2 separate regions of the Mus musculus genome follow, and region 2 is linked to region 1. Evidence: chromatin contacts called from public promoter capture Hi-C data. All regions are on one chromosome and are shown on one strand. The core of a region is the stretch at or near the end of the contact, and the rest is flanking DNA. Distances in the headings are between cores, read along the strand shown.

Region 1 (7,707 bases), core at 1,875-4,374:
GCGCTTCAATTCCATTACTTCACTCCTGGCGCAATTGGCTTCCCCTGCATCTGAAGAGATTTGGGCTTGCAGGGATGCACTCTAAATGGAAATAGAGCACAGTTAGTTGTCCTAGGCTGCAGGAGCAGAGGTGGTGGCTTAAGCTTGACTGTTAGACGCTTGGTGCAGCACCCTACCCGCTCGTTGAACTGTCTCTCAGCTTCCTGGCGGTTCTGCTCGGCCATCGCCTCATACTGAGCCCTCATGTCATTCAGTAGTTTGGTCAGGTCGACTCCTGGGGCAGCATTCATTTCTACTGTCACATCCCCTCCAGAGCTTCCTTGCATACACTTCATTTCCTAGCATAAAGGGACAAAAAATGTACCGTAGTGATGGGAACGGAAAGGCACAACCTTCTAATGCAGGCGTCGAGGTGAACATTTAAAACTGTGACACCTGGAGGAGAACTGGTTACCATTGGATGTGGTGGAAAATGCCTACGGTGGCTGCACAGCCGGTTCCTACCTCCTCGTGGTTCTTCCTCAGGAAGACCAGCTCCTCAGTCAGACCCTCAATCTGCATCTCCAGGTCACAGCGAGTCATGGTCATTTCGTCCAGCACTTTGCGCAGGCCATTGATGTCGGCCTCCAAGCACTCTCGAAGGCAGAGTTCATGCTCATACCTGGAGTGGGTCACGGGAAGGCAGGTGAGGGACGGGTCTCAGAGCATCTCTCTTCCACAACCCCGGGACAAGTTTTCACCTTGGAGCAATGGTTCTCATTTTTTTTTTTTTTCTGTGTCTAACCCAGGGCCCTTGGCCTTTGTTAGCAAGTGATCTTATCGTTGGAGCTGCACCCCCCCCCCCCGCCCACCCCTGACTATTTTGATAAATGAAAATGGCTGGCATTTCTCTAAAGGTTTTTTCTTTTAATCTCATGAAGAAAAATAATTTCTAATATTAGCTCTAGCCATGTACGATATTTTTATAATAGTTCTCAACCCTCATCCCATCCTTCCTTCCTCTCACCCGTTCTTGCCTTCTTTTTCCCTTCCCTTCTCTCCCAGCAATAGTCTCTAACGTTTACTCCTGGGAGACAGACATACAAGTGCATTCTTGTGACATAGCACTCTGCAGCTAGAGGCAAGAAGATGAAGAGTTCAAAGCCAGCCTCAGTTACATAGTGAGTTTGACTCCTGTTTAGGCTACACAGTATCTGTCTCAAACAAAACAAAACAAAACAAAACAAAACAAAACAAAACAAAGCACCTCTAAATACTCCAAACCAAAATAGCAAAATAGGAGAAAACCGACCAAGCTCTCTCCTGTTTTATTTAGGTCACCATCCCCCAAAGGGTTTTTCCCCCTCAGCAATTGGACCCTGTTTTATTTCCTGTGATTCTTGCTTTCAAGTACTTCCTGGGCCTTACTTCATTCTGAAGTCATCAGCAGCCAGCCTAGCGTTGTCAATCTGCAGAGTCATTCTGGCGTTTTCACAAGTGGCTGAAAGGATCTAGGAAAGAAGGAAGATTGAAGCCCAAGGTGCTTTCTCAGTTGCTTTTGACGCCCACCTGCTGAGGGTACACATCTCCTAGGTCATTAAACTCTTAAAGGTGGGTTAACCCTGGCAGATTCCTTTAGCAGAGACCCTTGGATACTTAGCACTACATCTCTCTGCAATAGGAAACAGCTTCCATAATTGTTGGGGTAGACACAGGACAGTGTTTTATACAATACTGTCCTTTGCTCCTGTCTGCTGGAAGACAGAAGCATCAGAAGATGGGCCATTTCCTCACCTAGTCAAGGTTTCAATGTGAACACAGAATTTCACTTAAAAATATACTTCTCCATACACCTGTGGCTGATTTTTTTTTTCTTTTTAGTTTGATGACATTAGGCAACATGTCACAGATTCTCTAGGAAGAAAAAAATCGTCCTAATGAATCCAGAAAGACACAAAAAAATGTTCTAACCTGTCAGAATGAGTCATGAATAATTAGGTCACCCTAATTATCCCCTTGGTACCATGGCTCTTATGTATGCCTGCCAGTTGGCCATCTGGCATTGTACAAATGCCGTACTCACATTGAGATTCAGACAGAACGCTATTATTGTACATCATATGAGGGACTGTCATAATCCAGATACAGCAGGACCCATTTCGCACACATGAATAATTCATTGACTTCAAATTTCCTTGCAGGGCCCTGGAGATGCCTTAGCATGTATAGACACTTGCTATGTCTAATGCCCTGACTTTGACCCAGGGACTCACTCGGTAGAAGAAGAGAACCAGCTCCCATAAGATGCCCTCTGACTTCCACTCTTGGGCTATGCCATCCGTGCATGTCCCTTCTCCATACACACACGCAGACACACACTCACACACAAGGAAATAAATAAACGTAAGAACAATCCCCTCGGGGTGTATGACCCGAATAAAGCCATACAGGTCATAGGAGCAGAGCTACAGAGGCCCACCTGCTTCTTCAGATCTTCGATGATTGAGTAGTATTGGCTGTAGTCTCTTCCAGACCCACCTTTTACAGACCCATGCTTGCCATACCAGTCCTTGATTTTACACTCCAGATCCGTGTTGGCTTCCTCCAGGGCTCGGACTTTGTCTAGGTAGTTGGCTAGCCGGTCATTGAGGTCTTGCATAGTTTGCTTTTCGCTTCCAGAGAGAAGGCCCCCATCATAGCCACTGACGCCACCAAGACCGCACCCCATACTACCTCCATAGCTAGAGAAGCCTCCACTAGATCCCCCACCAAAGCCAGAGCCCCCACCAAAGCCAGAGCCCCCACCAAAGCCAGAGCTCCCGCCAAAGCCCGACCCTCCACCGTAGCTAGAGGCTGCTCCGAATCCACCCCTTACTGAGCAGCTGCCGAAGCCCCCTCCCATGCTACCCTTAGATCCCCCACTCAGGCTCCAGCTGTTGCTGCTCCCCTGGAAGCCCCAGGCAGAGCCTCCCCCTAGCCCACAGCTGCTCCCACCGCCAAAGGAACTTCCCCCAGTGCACCCCCTGCTGCCCACAGCCCCGGAGGAGGAGACTCGGGAGGAGCAGGACCCTTTCTGAGCTGAGCAGAACATGATGCCTTCAAGGACTGAGCTTCTGCGGTGATAGGAAAGGTGGAGTGAGAGGCCTGTTCCAGTCTGCCTTTTTGGCCCTTATATACACACCGATAGGGTGTTCCTTTTCTCTGAGCATTTCCTAATCCCTGTTACAGTTTTGTTAATCCCTAATTGGATAATTTATTTTCCACGAACCTACTCTACTGGCTCTTTTTTATGAGGCTAGGTCAGACATAGAAAAAAAAAAATAAGGTGGAGCCAATTTTTTTTTTCTTTCAGAATTACTGTTGTCCTTGAGAAGTTTTGATGACTGGCAATTCCAAGTATTCAGAAAGTATAACTCCATTCTATTTGTCCCATGGTTTCCCCGATGGCAGAGCACATCCTCAGATTATCAAGTGTAATTAAAACCCTCAGTGTGGTGACAGGGAACACTTCCCACCGGTTATCTTTTGGTCTGTGTTATGATCAACAGTAAAAGGGAGGAATCATCAGCCCGGATTTTGCATTGAATGAAGCTCTCTCCTCTTTGATTTGGTTATTGCTTTCTTTGAAACTCAGGATGAATTGAGGTGTGAACCTCCTACTTCGAACTGAGGACTGTTGGGTCTCAGGGCCACGCTCATTCAGGCAGACACTGACTGAGGACGGTCGGACAAGGTTTCAGATGGTTCCAGCTTGGAACTAGGGAGAGGCCACCACTGCTTTCCTTTCTGATTGAACTCAGCTCCTCCTTGCTCTGCTCCACTTCGAGATAAGTCCTTGGGTAGTCTAGGCTGGAAGGGAACCTTTGCGTTTCTCATCCTCTCGCCTCTAGTTCCCGAGGGCTGTTATCACAGGCATGCACCACCACAGTCAGTGTTGTACTGGCTTGGGGACTGAACCCAGGGCTTTGTGCTTGCTAGGCAAGCACACCACCAACTCAGCTACACTTCCAGCCCTGTGTTCTTGTCTTACAGCCAGGGTAGCTTCATTCTTTGGAATCAAGTCTTAAGAAATGGAGAGGAACCGATGCCTACAGCTCCTGCCTCTGTTTTGGAGGCAACTGGCAAAGAGAAACTTGAAACCACCATTAATATACAAAGAAGTCATTTTACAGGAGTTTGTTCATTTTGCACATGGAGAAACGGAGTTTGGTCGAGTCTGTCCAGTCTCTCTGCTTAGGTTTTCCTGTTTTTGTCTAAAGGATATTTAGAAGCGAGGACCTTTAATTCTGATAACTCACGCTATGGTTAGGATTATCCTATCTTAGGATCTTCAGTTCCGGAACTTTCCCTGTTCGTTTTCTGCCTTGTATTGTTCTTGTTTGTGGTATAGACAGTTCCTTTTGTGTTGGCTACTAGTTCCTCTGGTTTGAAAGTGCCGTTTAAAAAGTCTAGCAACGGGGCTGCTGAGATGGCTGAGTAGGTATGGGTGCTTGCTGTCAAGTCTGACCACCCTAATTTGATACTTGGACCCACATGGAAGGAGAGGACTGATTCCTGCAAGTTGTCACCTGACCTTCACATTTTGCCACAACCTGAGCACATGCCAACACACACACACACACACACACACACACACACACACACACACACACACACACACTAAATAAATGGTTTTATTTTTAAACTAAAAAATGTGAAAGCATGTTTCATCCCACTTGTATTAAGCACCCAGAGGAATCAAATTCATAGCCATACACAGTAGGAGGGTTGCACCAGGGGCTGGGCGGGCTTGGGGGTGGGACCGCTGCTGTTGAGTTGGTAGGGATTGACCTCTCAGTGTGGCAAAGCTTCAGTAGGTCAGTTGCTCAGACAATGTGAGTGCGCTCGCCCCTGCTGAACTGTACCCATCAAGTGACGGCGATGGGAAGCTTTATGTGTTTATTTTATCACAATTTTTTAATAGGTGACATTTTCCACAGTTGTGCTTAGCTTTATACTCAAGTAACTGGGTTTTCATATTTGAAACTTTCTCCCTTGCCTTGGCGGACTTTTAAATCATGTGCGTGCTTTAATCTCTAGCTAACCTTTTTCCTTAAGCTGATTTTATTGTGTGTTTATTATTAACTAGGTGATAATTACTTTTACTGTGTGTGTGTATGTGTATGTATGTGTATGTATGTGTATGTGTGTGCATGTGTGTGTGCATGTGTGTATATGTGTATGTATGTATTTGTGTGTATGTATGTGTGTGTATGTATGTGTATGTGTGTGTATTTGTGTGTATTTGCATGTGTATGTGTGTGCATGTGTGTGTATGTGCATGTGTATGTGTGTGTGTATGTGTGTGTGTGTGTGTGCATGTGTATGTGTGTGTGTGTGTGTGCATGTGTATGTGTGTGTATGTGTGTGTGTGTGCATGTGTATGTGTGTGTGTATATGTGTGTGTGTGCATGTGTATGTGTGTGTATGTGTGTGTGTGTGTGCATGTGTATGTGTGTGTATATGTGTGTGTGCATGTGTATGTGTGTGTACGTGCACGCGCATACATGCTAGACCATCTGGCCAGCAAACCTCAGGGACCTTCCCTGCCTCTACCTCGCCATGCCTAGCTTTGAATATGGGTTCTGGGGATCAATTCGGGGTCTGGCAAATGAGGACGTTTTTCTCCCTCTGTAGATTAGGAATCTTTCCACTCAGGGGCGGAGGAGGTTTTAAAGGGAATGAACGGGAAATGAAAGAAACCTGACGGAACATAGGAGGCGAAGAACCTGGGCAGAGAGCTTCCTGTGAAAGGCCAGGAGGACAGCATTAAAAAAACTGATAGTCACTTTGTGTTTATGGCTTTTTCTGTAACTATCCTCTGGGCTGGAGGGCTTTAAAGCCTTCAATTATGTTGTTTCTTGGGATATCAGAACATTTGGGTCTTAACTGAGGAAGTATGGAATGGCTGACTTGGTGTTAGTTTTCTTTATGTTTTGTAATGCTAGTTTCCCTTTTCCCCTCCCTTCTTCCCTCCCTCCCTCCCTCCCTCCCTCCCTTCTTCCTTCCCTCCCTCCCTCCCTTGCTTTCTTCTTTGATTTCTTTATTCCCAATGCTAGGGGTCTAACCCAGATACTCAGGGACTTACACATGCTGCGCAGTGTTCTGCCTCTGATCAACCTTTCTAAATTTTTCTTATTTATCCTTTAAATTGACTTTCAAAATTAAGGTTTTTGTCTGTGTGTATGCGTGCGCAATTCTCTGTGTAGAAGCGTGTCGTGGTCAGAAAGTCTTGTCTTTCATTTATTTACATTATTATTATTATTATTATTATTATTATTATTAAGATAGAGCCTCTCATTGATCCTGGAGCTCACCGCTTCAGCTACCCTGGCTGCCTGTGAGCCCCCGGGATCCTCCTGCCTCTGTCCTCCAGCTTGGGAGTTACAAGTGTGCACAGGTATGCTGGCTTTTATGTGGGTTTAGGGGATCTGAACTCAGCTCCTCATGTTTGTATAGCAAGCTCTTTATCCATGGAGCCATACCCCAATCTCTCAGATTAAGTTCTCAGGAGATACTTTTCTGGGTCTTCTCAGAATGGACCAATGGGACAGGCATTTAATGGCTAAAACAGCTGTTGCTACTGAAAGATCCTGACAGAATGTAAAAGGACACAGAAGCCCTGAAATTGGTAAGATAGATGTCAGTGTTAGCAGAACTAGCTTCACTGATTTAGAAAAATAGAGGTGCACAATGCTCTGGCCACTCCTTGAACCTGTGTGTCTGCCAATGTTTTGACCATTCCTTGACCCATGTGTGTGCCCACTGATGAAGCCCATTGCCAGGTGTTTGTGATATTGGTTGCTGAGAAAGAGTCAGAAAATCCCCCCAGCAACCACAGCCAGGCCAATCCTGAGTTGCTACACCTGCACCAGACTCTTTCCTTGTACCCCTCCCATACCCATTTCTTGAGAATAGACATTGTTTAGATCTGGAAGTCCCCTACTCCCCCCTTCTCCTTTCTCCCCTGAGGGCCTATAAAAACTGGGACCTCTTTCCCCTCGAGGTCGACTCCTCTACCCCTGCGTGGGATATGAGTCGTCCCCAGAGCTCTGGCTTTCCAATAAAGCCTCATGTGGTTTACATCAAGCTCAGTCTATCGTGAGTTCTTGGGTGTCCGCTATTGTCCTGAGGCCTGAGCGAGGGGCTCCTTTCAGAGTCTTTCACTACCTCCCATGCTTCAGGTGATGAGTCAGGGTAGACATGAACGCACAGACGGTCTTCAGAATTTCCTTCTCTTCCTTAGTGTTCCCTAAAAGCATCTTCATACTCCCCAGTGCATCTGTCTTGCTTCTCTCTTTTTTTTTATTATGTATTTTCTTCAATTACATTTCCAATGCTATTCCAAAAGTCCCCCACCCCCTCCCCCCCACTTCCCTACCCACCCATTCCCATTTTTTGGCCCTGGCGTTCCCCTGTACTGGGGCATATAAAGTTTGCCTGACCAATGGGCCTCTCTTTCCAGTGATGGCCGACTAGGTCATCTTTTGATACATATGCAGCTAGAGACAAGAGCTCTGGGGTACTGGTTAGTTCATATTGTTGTTCCACCTATAGGGTTGCAGATCTCTTTAGCTCCTTGGATACTTTCTCTAGCTCCTCCATTGGGGGCCCTGTGATCCATCCAATAGTTGACTGTGAGCATCCACTTCTGTGTTTGCTAGGCCCCGGCCTAGTCTCACAAGGGAC
Region 2 (7,707 bases), core at 2,632-5,131, 1.2 Mb after region 1:
TAAGGAGTGCCTCTTAGGATTCAGAGACTTGTAATGAAGGGAGCTACAGAAAGGGCTGGGGGAGCAACTCAGTTGGTAGAGTGTTTCCCTAGCATGTACAAGGCCCTGCGCTCAGTTCCCAGCACTGCAGACCGACCAACCAAAAGAAATCCAAGGATGAACATTTCAAAAGAGTTAGGGAAAGGGGAGAATAGAACCTTTCTGTGGAAAGGGACTTGCAGTTTCCCATACTCACTCCAGTCTCAAAATGGTTTTAAAGCAGATTTCCAATACAGTTATTAAAAACCTTTATCCTAGGCAAGAACACTAGCATTAACTCCAGGGAAATAAGTTATCAGTATGGAATCCAAGAGCATTTAGTGTTATAGTAAACAGCCAAAGTTTCTGGTTGTGTTTCTGATATTCTATCATATAATAAAGTTAACTCTAATGGAATAAGGGAGGCACAGATGATAGTACTTAAACTTTTTCAGAATAGTCCAGAATGTGTGAGAAGGTAAAGACATTCATATAGAAAAAAAAATTGGATTTACAGTGCTATCAGGAGTTAATTTTTTATTTATGTGTTTTTATTCTTATTATTAGTTACACTTTTGTTGTTGACATGTATGCTAACTAGTCTGGCTCAGAACTCCTGATCTTCCCAAATGCTGAGATTACAGGTAAATACTGCCATAACCAACTTCAACAAGAGCCTTTTTGAAATGAAAAGCTTACTTTTAATTATGCATACATGTGTATGTATGTCTGAATGTGGGTATGCCCGTGTGAGTGCAGGTACCAAAGGTACCCGATCCCCTGAAGGTAGCTTTAGGCTTGTGAGCTGCGTTAATGAAGTGGGCCCTGGGAACCCATTGCAGCAAGTGTTCCTTTAATTGCTGATCCATCTCTCCAGTACCTAAAACAGAAGTCTTCTCTCTACACCGAGTGTTGAAAGATTTAGCTTGAATGCTAACTTGCATAAAAAGCTCAGGAGTGTATATAAAGTCAGAAAAATGGCTATTCCTTAATGTGACTCCCATGAGGTCAAAGTCCAAGACATGATGGGACTTTTCAGTGATGCAGCTTCTTGGGAATTATCTGTACTCCTATCTGCTCTATATATTGCTTGTGTGTATGATTATCCTTGAATAGTGGCTGCACAGATCTGATGAAGACTCTACAGTGTCAAAAAGGGAGTGTGCCTCTATGCCACTGGAACAGTGCTGACCCAAACATCATGGATGCTCAAAGCAACTGTGTTCTCCAATCTACAAAACCTTTGAACATGAAGTGAATACTAAAGAAACAAAGACTGCATTACACTGGCTGTCAGTGAAAATTATAGCTGAACTTATGCTTATGTACAAGCTATTGACATAAGGAGAGAAGAGCCTTCATGAATGCTCTTATGAATCAAATTATGCAAGATGTTTTTGGACTGATTACAATAGATCACATCAAGGTTATATCAAATATCAATGTGGAAATCCTTTCTTAATACGAAGAATATTCACACAATCTCAGAGCCAATCCAGCATTAACAGTGTTTAGAAAGATGTGATGGGAGTGAAAATATCTACAGGTAAGTTGGAAGGAATGACTAATCAGAAAAGAAAGAAGAGCCAGGACGACCCCAATGAGAGTCATCTGAGCCAGTAACTGAGGAGGTGCTAATGTCTCTTTTCTAAAGGTCCCAGATACAGTCAATTTACATGAAAGACAAACTAAACACCATGAACTACTACTTACAAAACAAACTGAAGAAGTAGAAAATGGAAATTAGTGTACTAAAGAGCCATCAAGCCCAGCATGGCAGGACATGCCTTTAATCCCAGGCAGAGGCAGGTGGATCTATGTGAATTCCAGACAAGCCTGGTCTACAAAGAGAGTTCCAGGTCAGCCAAGATAACAGACTTTGTCTCAAAAAACAAAAACATCAAAGATAAAATCAGCAAGAATACAGGTTAGATCATACAAAGTGAGAGGGAAGGTCTCTCTAATTTGAGATTTGCATCAAAACAAAAACAGGAGAAAAAATATTTCTACATCTATCAATATATCAATATTTATCAATACTGTATCTAGAATTAAATGATATCAAAATTTGAAATAGTCACAGAACAAGATCAAGATTACCCACAAAAGCTTAAGGGTGAGAGTGCCAAGTCTAAAGCCCCGCACAAGGGAGTTCAGAGACTAAGTACAAATTAGATCCAGATTAGAAAAATGGGAAATTGTATATTCCAAGTATCTACATATGAACAAAAAAATCCAATGTACTGAGTAGGAATTTATTATCAAAAACAGTGCAAAAGCAATATGTCAACCTATACAAGGCTCAAAAGAAAATGGTTAATCCTCCAATGCCATATGCAACAAAGAATGCAGATACTAAGAGAGAATGGGGCGCAAAGATATTCCTAATCCAACTGAAAAATTAAAAGATCATGAACATGAACTATAAAATAGCAGCTCTAGAAAACAATAATAAATATAAAGAATTAGAGGAAGTGAATGTCCAACATCATTGTCACAGCTCAACAAAAGCAGAGAACTGGAGGGAGTAGAAACAGCTGCTGCTGAAACTGCTTCTTGGTCCTTGGAAGCTTGTCCCTCAGGATCTATATATGGCCAAAGCCTGATCTACCTAGTGAGTTCCAGGCCAACCAAGGCTACATAGTGAGACCATGTCTCAAAAAAAAAAAAAAAAAAAAAAAAAAGACTTTAGGGAATGCAATAAAAATATGTACATACTAAAAACCTTTTCTGCAAGATGACATTGAATTGATTATGTAACATTTTGATAGTTTCCTGTTAAATGTGGTATGTCAAAGCCTTAAAATTTTAAAAGCCAAAACTATGTACTCAGATTTGATATTCTAGGCTCTAAGTTCCAGTAGAAGTCTAGGGCAACTAGGTAAAATATAACAATCAGGGGCCAGAAATAACATGGCTTCTCTTAGCGGTATTTTCTAAACGGTTACTTCCTTGCCATTTGAAAGCTTTACTTGTAGAAAGAAATGATGAAGAGTCTATATAATATTCAGCGGAGCAAAAAACAAACTGAAGGCATCCTGTGTTGATTGTCACGGCACACTGCATCCTCATCAACACAACCATTCAAAGTGTTTCAAATGTTTGTTCATTTGCTTTCTCAGCTACACTGAGCACTTCTCTTCACCTGTGTAACTCCCTCTTTAGACAACTAGACAACCAGGTAAACATTAATACCTTCCCAACTATCATCTCAGGATGATGGCTTCAAGTCTATAAACAGCTGTGAAAGAAACCAAACAAACCAGAGGACGTGCCACTCACAAACTTCTCATTGTCACCCTTTCCAATGAACAAAACCAGCATTTGCAGATACAGCAAAGCATCAGGGCTCCATTCTGAGATCATCCTTGCTGAAACATTGTGCTTTACCTTCAGATCCAGTTTCACTATTGCACACGTCTCTCCTACAGATGAGAGCTTAACGCATAAATTGGTATCACTGAAAACAAACAATCCATAAAAAACTTAAAGGAGCATCAAAGTAAATGTGCAAATAACACTGGTGCTTAGAGCCCCACGTAAGTCCCTAAGACAAAGGAGTTAGTGGTTGGCAGAAAAAAGGCCAAGTAACTAGACCTGCTTTCCCCCACTTCTCTTTAATAAGATCTTATTTACCAGCACACAAACACAAACCAAAGTCAGGACTGCAACCTAACAAAAATTACCACATTGAACTGAGTTTCTATTTGTTTTTTAACTATACTTCTTGTATATAGGGTAATAAGTCCAAGTAGAAAATAAGTCATTGACATACTTTTCCAAGTAACAGTCCAGGCATCCCCGCCTCACAGAACAGGGAGAACAGTTTTCAGCTGCAAACGCTGGTGAGCTCAGCATTCAATCTGGGAACTTGGCACTCTCCGCATGTTCAGGGCGTGCCGATGTATCTCTTGCATCTGTCGGATGCGGTCCTTCTGCCACATTAAATTTTGAGGCATGGGGTATCTCTGTGTGCCATGTAAGTACCGGTAAGGGATCCTGACATGGCAAGCAGTGGCCCTGCAGCGGGGCTGAGGCATTGGAGGAAGGAGCATCCACCTCTTTCTCTCAGCACAGTATCGGTAGGCCTCTTTCCTGTACTGTTTGTCAATATCATCACTGTTTTTCCAGCCTCCAATAATGAAGACATCATCTCTGTAATAGCAAATGGCTGCTCCTTCGATGCTTAGGACTTCTGGAGGCAAGCTTTCAAGGATCTCATCAGACACCTGACCGGCAATTTTTCTTACTGCTTCTTCATTTTCTAAGGAGTAACTCTTGGGACAGCATGATGCTGTCTGATAAAAGTTTGAATTGACCACAGACATCTGGAAAAAACAGTAATTGTCAATAAGCGGTAAAGATTCCACATCTTGCCACTGTCGAGTCTCTGTATCATAGCAAGTAATTACAGCCTTCAGTCCATCCTCAGTGTCCCGGTCCACGGGCGTGCGGGCAGCAATGTACACAAACCGGTCCTCAATGGCTAATGCTTTGACATCTCGCAGAATCTTTGGTGCTGACTCTAAGTTGTGCCATTTATCAAGCTCGGGATTGTAAACAGTCACGTCTTTAAAGCCAGGGCTAAAATTGCCGTGTCCTCCAATGCTATACAGCTTCCCTTTGACTTCTGTTAGCCCAAAAGAGTGCTTTCTGGTCATCAGACTACAAACATGTTCCCATGTATTCAGGTTTGGGTTGTATCTTTCCACAGTTTTAGCAAACCCTGGTTCCATGGAGCCAGCAACATACACGTAGGACTCTGTAATTGCGACGGCATGTCCATCAAGGTGGTTATGAATGTGGGGCAGATTGACCCACCTATCCTCATCAACAAAATATCCCACACATTCACTTAAGTAGTCTCCTCCTTCCGACACTCCTCCGATAACCATGATTACGTCCATGTTTTGTCCATAGCGAGGTAACAGTGAGACTTGTGAAGTGGGCTGCTGCAATGTGCCAGACTGTATATTCTCTGCTCTGAGCGCATGCCTCTCCACTGCTTCTGCCACCAGCTTGACACAAACTTCATTATTGGCCACTAGCCGCTCTGGTTTGACATGCCGTGTAAGGTAGGTGGGTTTCATCTGGGACAATCTGAGCAATTTAAAAAGCTCTTCAAAGTATCTCTCTCTCTCTTCTGCATTTCTCTGAACCCACTTCAAAACTGTTTCAAAAAGAACCTCTTCAGAATCCACAGTGATTTCCAAGTCCGAAAGCCAGTCCCGAATGAGATGGAAAGGTAAAGTGTAAAATTCCTCATCCTGAATGACTTTATAGAAATTTCTCCGTATCATATCTGCAGCTTTCAGAGCAAGCTGGCTCAGGGTATACATGTGGGCTAAGCTATGAATGGCCACACAATTCGAGAGATGAAGTTTTTTCTTGAGAAATTCTCCACAGAATTCTTTTAAACGAATTAATAAGAATCTAGAATCAAGAAAAAAGAGAAAAGATTGATTTTGGAATATATATGTTATATAGTTGTATGTGTACCTGAATTATACAAATTAAAATGGTAGGATTAATCTTATAAACACAAGCCTGGAAAAAGACTACCCTCCCTCTGCAAATTAGCAAACAGTATGCGGGAAAGTATTTTTAGGAGGGAGGGTTTGAAATAGGTCTCTCTATGCAGATGGCTCAGTGGGTAAAGGCACTTGCCAGAAAAAGCCTAGAGATTTTACATCCCTAGGACCCATGTTGAGGTGGAAGAGAAACTCATGTCACAAAATTCTCCTCTTACCTCCAGATGTGCACTGTGGTACCCTATATATCATAGACACACAGTAATACATTTACAGGCATGCGCCTCTCATGCTAATACTCAGGAGACTGAGACAGCAGAATCACAGGGTAAGGGCCTACCTGGGAAACTTAGTGAGACCCTTTTCAAAATTTTAGAAAATGAGAAAAGGGAGCTGGAAGGATAGCTTAGTGGTAGTTCTAATGATCTTTTTTATGTTTTTAAGACAGGGTCTCACTAACTCTGGCTGTCATGGAACACAGATCCATCTTTCTTTCTCTGCCTCCTGAGTGCTGGAATTAAAAACATGTGCCACTATGCCTGGATTCTACTGTCTATATATGGGTATTTTGTCTGCAACTATGTCTGTGTACCACATACATGGCTGGTACCCTTGGAAGCCAGAAGATGGTATTTGAGGACTTGAGTTTGGTTCCTAGCACCCATATTGAGTTTCTCACAATTGCCTAACTTCAGGTGGGAAGAGTCAAACAACCTCTTCTGACATTCTTGTACATCTGCACTCAGATGACTATACTCTCACACAGATATACAGACATGTACAACAAGGACAAACGCCAATCCAAATGCCATTTCTGACATCCTTTCTAATCCCTTTGCAGCCATTGGAACCTTTTATTTATTTGCCTTTTTTTTTTTTTTTTTTTGAGACAGGTCAGGCATGCACTACCACTCCCAGTTTTGTGTTTTTCTTGAGAAAGGGTCTTGGTGAAGAAGCTTTATCTAGTAAGACCATACAGTCTAAACTAGAGGCAGGCAGGAACTAACTTCCTAGAGACTCTGCTTGGTCAGATATCAGAAAGAACAGAAGCCTAGGAGAAGTTCTTGTCTCTTCCATCTTTTTAGGCAACCACAGGAAATATAGGATCTTTTCAGGGGTTTTGCCCAAGGCTGGCTATCATTAAAACAAGACAAGATAAACTCAAATATCTGAAGCCAAGAAACAAAACAGACACACAACAAAATGTGTATGCAGGTGTCTTAGTTAGGGTTTTATTGCTATGAAGAGACACCATGATCAAGGCAACTCTTATAAAAGACAAGATTTAACTGGGGCTTGGCTTATAGGCTCAGAGGTTCAATCCATTATTAATGGTAGATGCAGGCAGACATTGTGCTGGAAAAGGAGCTGGGAGTTCTATATCTTATTTGGAAGGTAGCCAGGAGAAGACTGGCTCCCAGGCAGCTAGGAGGAGGGTCTCAAAGCGAACCCTCAGTGAGACACTTCCTCCAACAAGGCCATACTTCCTAATAGTGCCACTCCCTGGGGTCAAGTGGTTTGATGTTACTAATAGAACATTGCCCACCCACCTAAATTTATTTAAGTTAAAATAAAACATAACAGGGTATTTATCCAAATCATAAATTTGGTAGTACTTAGCTCAAGGGTGGTCAATTTGAGACCATGGTTATAAAAGAGAAAGACCCTTTAATTGAGAAGAACCTTAAACAATCTAAGAATGTCATCATGATGACATCATTTCCATCATTCATCATGACAGGCCCATTTCCATTCAATAATGGTTTATTATGGTTACTGTGCTTAATAACTACTTAACTATAAATACAGATAAATTAAGATAACCTCTCTTAACCCTCTTGAAGAAACATTGCAACCTTAGAGATGAAAACAAAGACAAAGAGAGTGGTAAGTGAAGGTTCTAGGCTCTAGAGTCTATAGTACCCCAGACAAGTCTGGGTGCCAGGGCCACCTGATTCCCAGGCTGCCTCTACAGCCTATGTTTAGCAGATAATTCTGAAGCAGATTTCCTTAAGACAGGTTTTGGGAAACATTACTCTATAAAAACAATAGCTCCCACACACTAGGCATTGTTGTATGAGAAGCACTGTGCTGAGCATATAATATTTATATTTATTTATTATGATAATGGGGACTTGTGGTTGTTTGAATATGGTTG

What was found. Promoter capture Hi-C pulls out the DNA fragments that hold promoters and counts their contacts.
Region 2: a contact with region 1 is called in a promoter capture Hi-C map of hippocampal neurons, with 7 times the contacts expected there. The contact joins the enhancer-like site here to the promoter of Krt24 in region 1. A contact is called at or near these places in 4 of 39 promoter capture datasets (the 3T3-L1 cell line, hippocampal neurons, liver and 1 more) and 1 of 115 datasets of contacts at active chromatin or transcription factors (pancreatic cancer cells).

Annotation. Positions count from the first base shown.
Region 1 is chr11:99,282,138-99,289,844 of GRCm38.p6, forward strand. It overlaps Krt24 (keratin 24), which reads right to left and starts at 3,125. Exons shown (of 8, transcript NM_029393.2): 1 at 2,459-3,125; 2 at 1,408-1,490; 3 at 505-661; 4 at 177-338; 5 at 1-81. The coding sequence starts at 3,070. The region is part of intron 3 of Gm32385 (a long non-coding RNA gene); the gene reads left to right.
Region 2 is chr11:100,458,995-100,466,701 of GRCm38.p6, forward strand. Klhl11 (kelch-like 11) reads right to left here. Exons shown (of 2, transcript NM_172565.2): 2 at 3,618-5,451. The coding sequence ends at 3,870. Among named protein-coding and RNA genes, the nearest start is that of Klhl11, 9.9 kb to the right of the region's middle. Within about 2 kb of position 3,882, at least 10 of the 459 cell types and tissues checked have an H3K27ac peak or open chromatin away from gene starts, as enhancers often do. A contact at or near this core is called in hippocampal neurons, where this site is marked.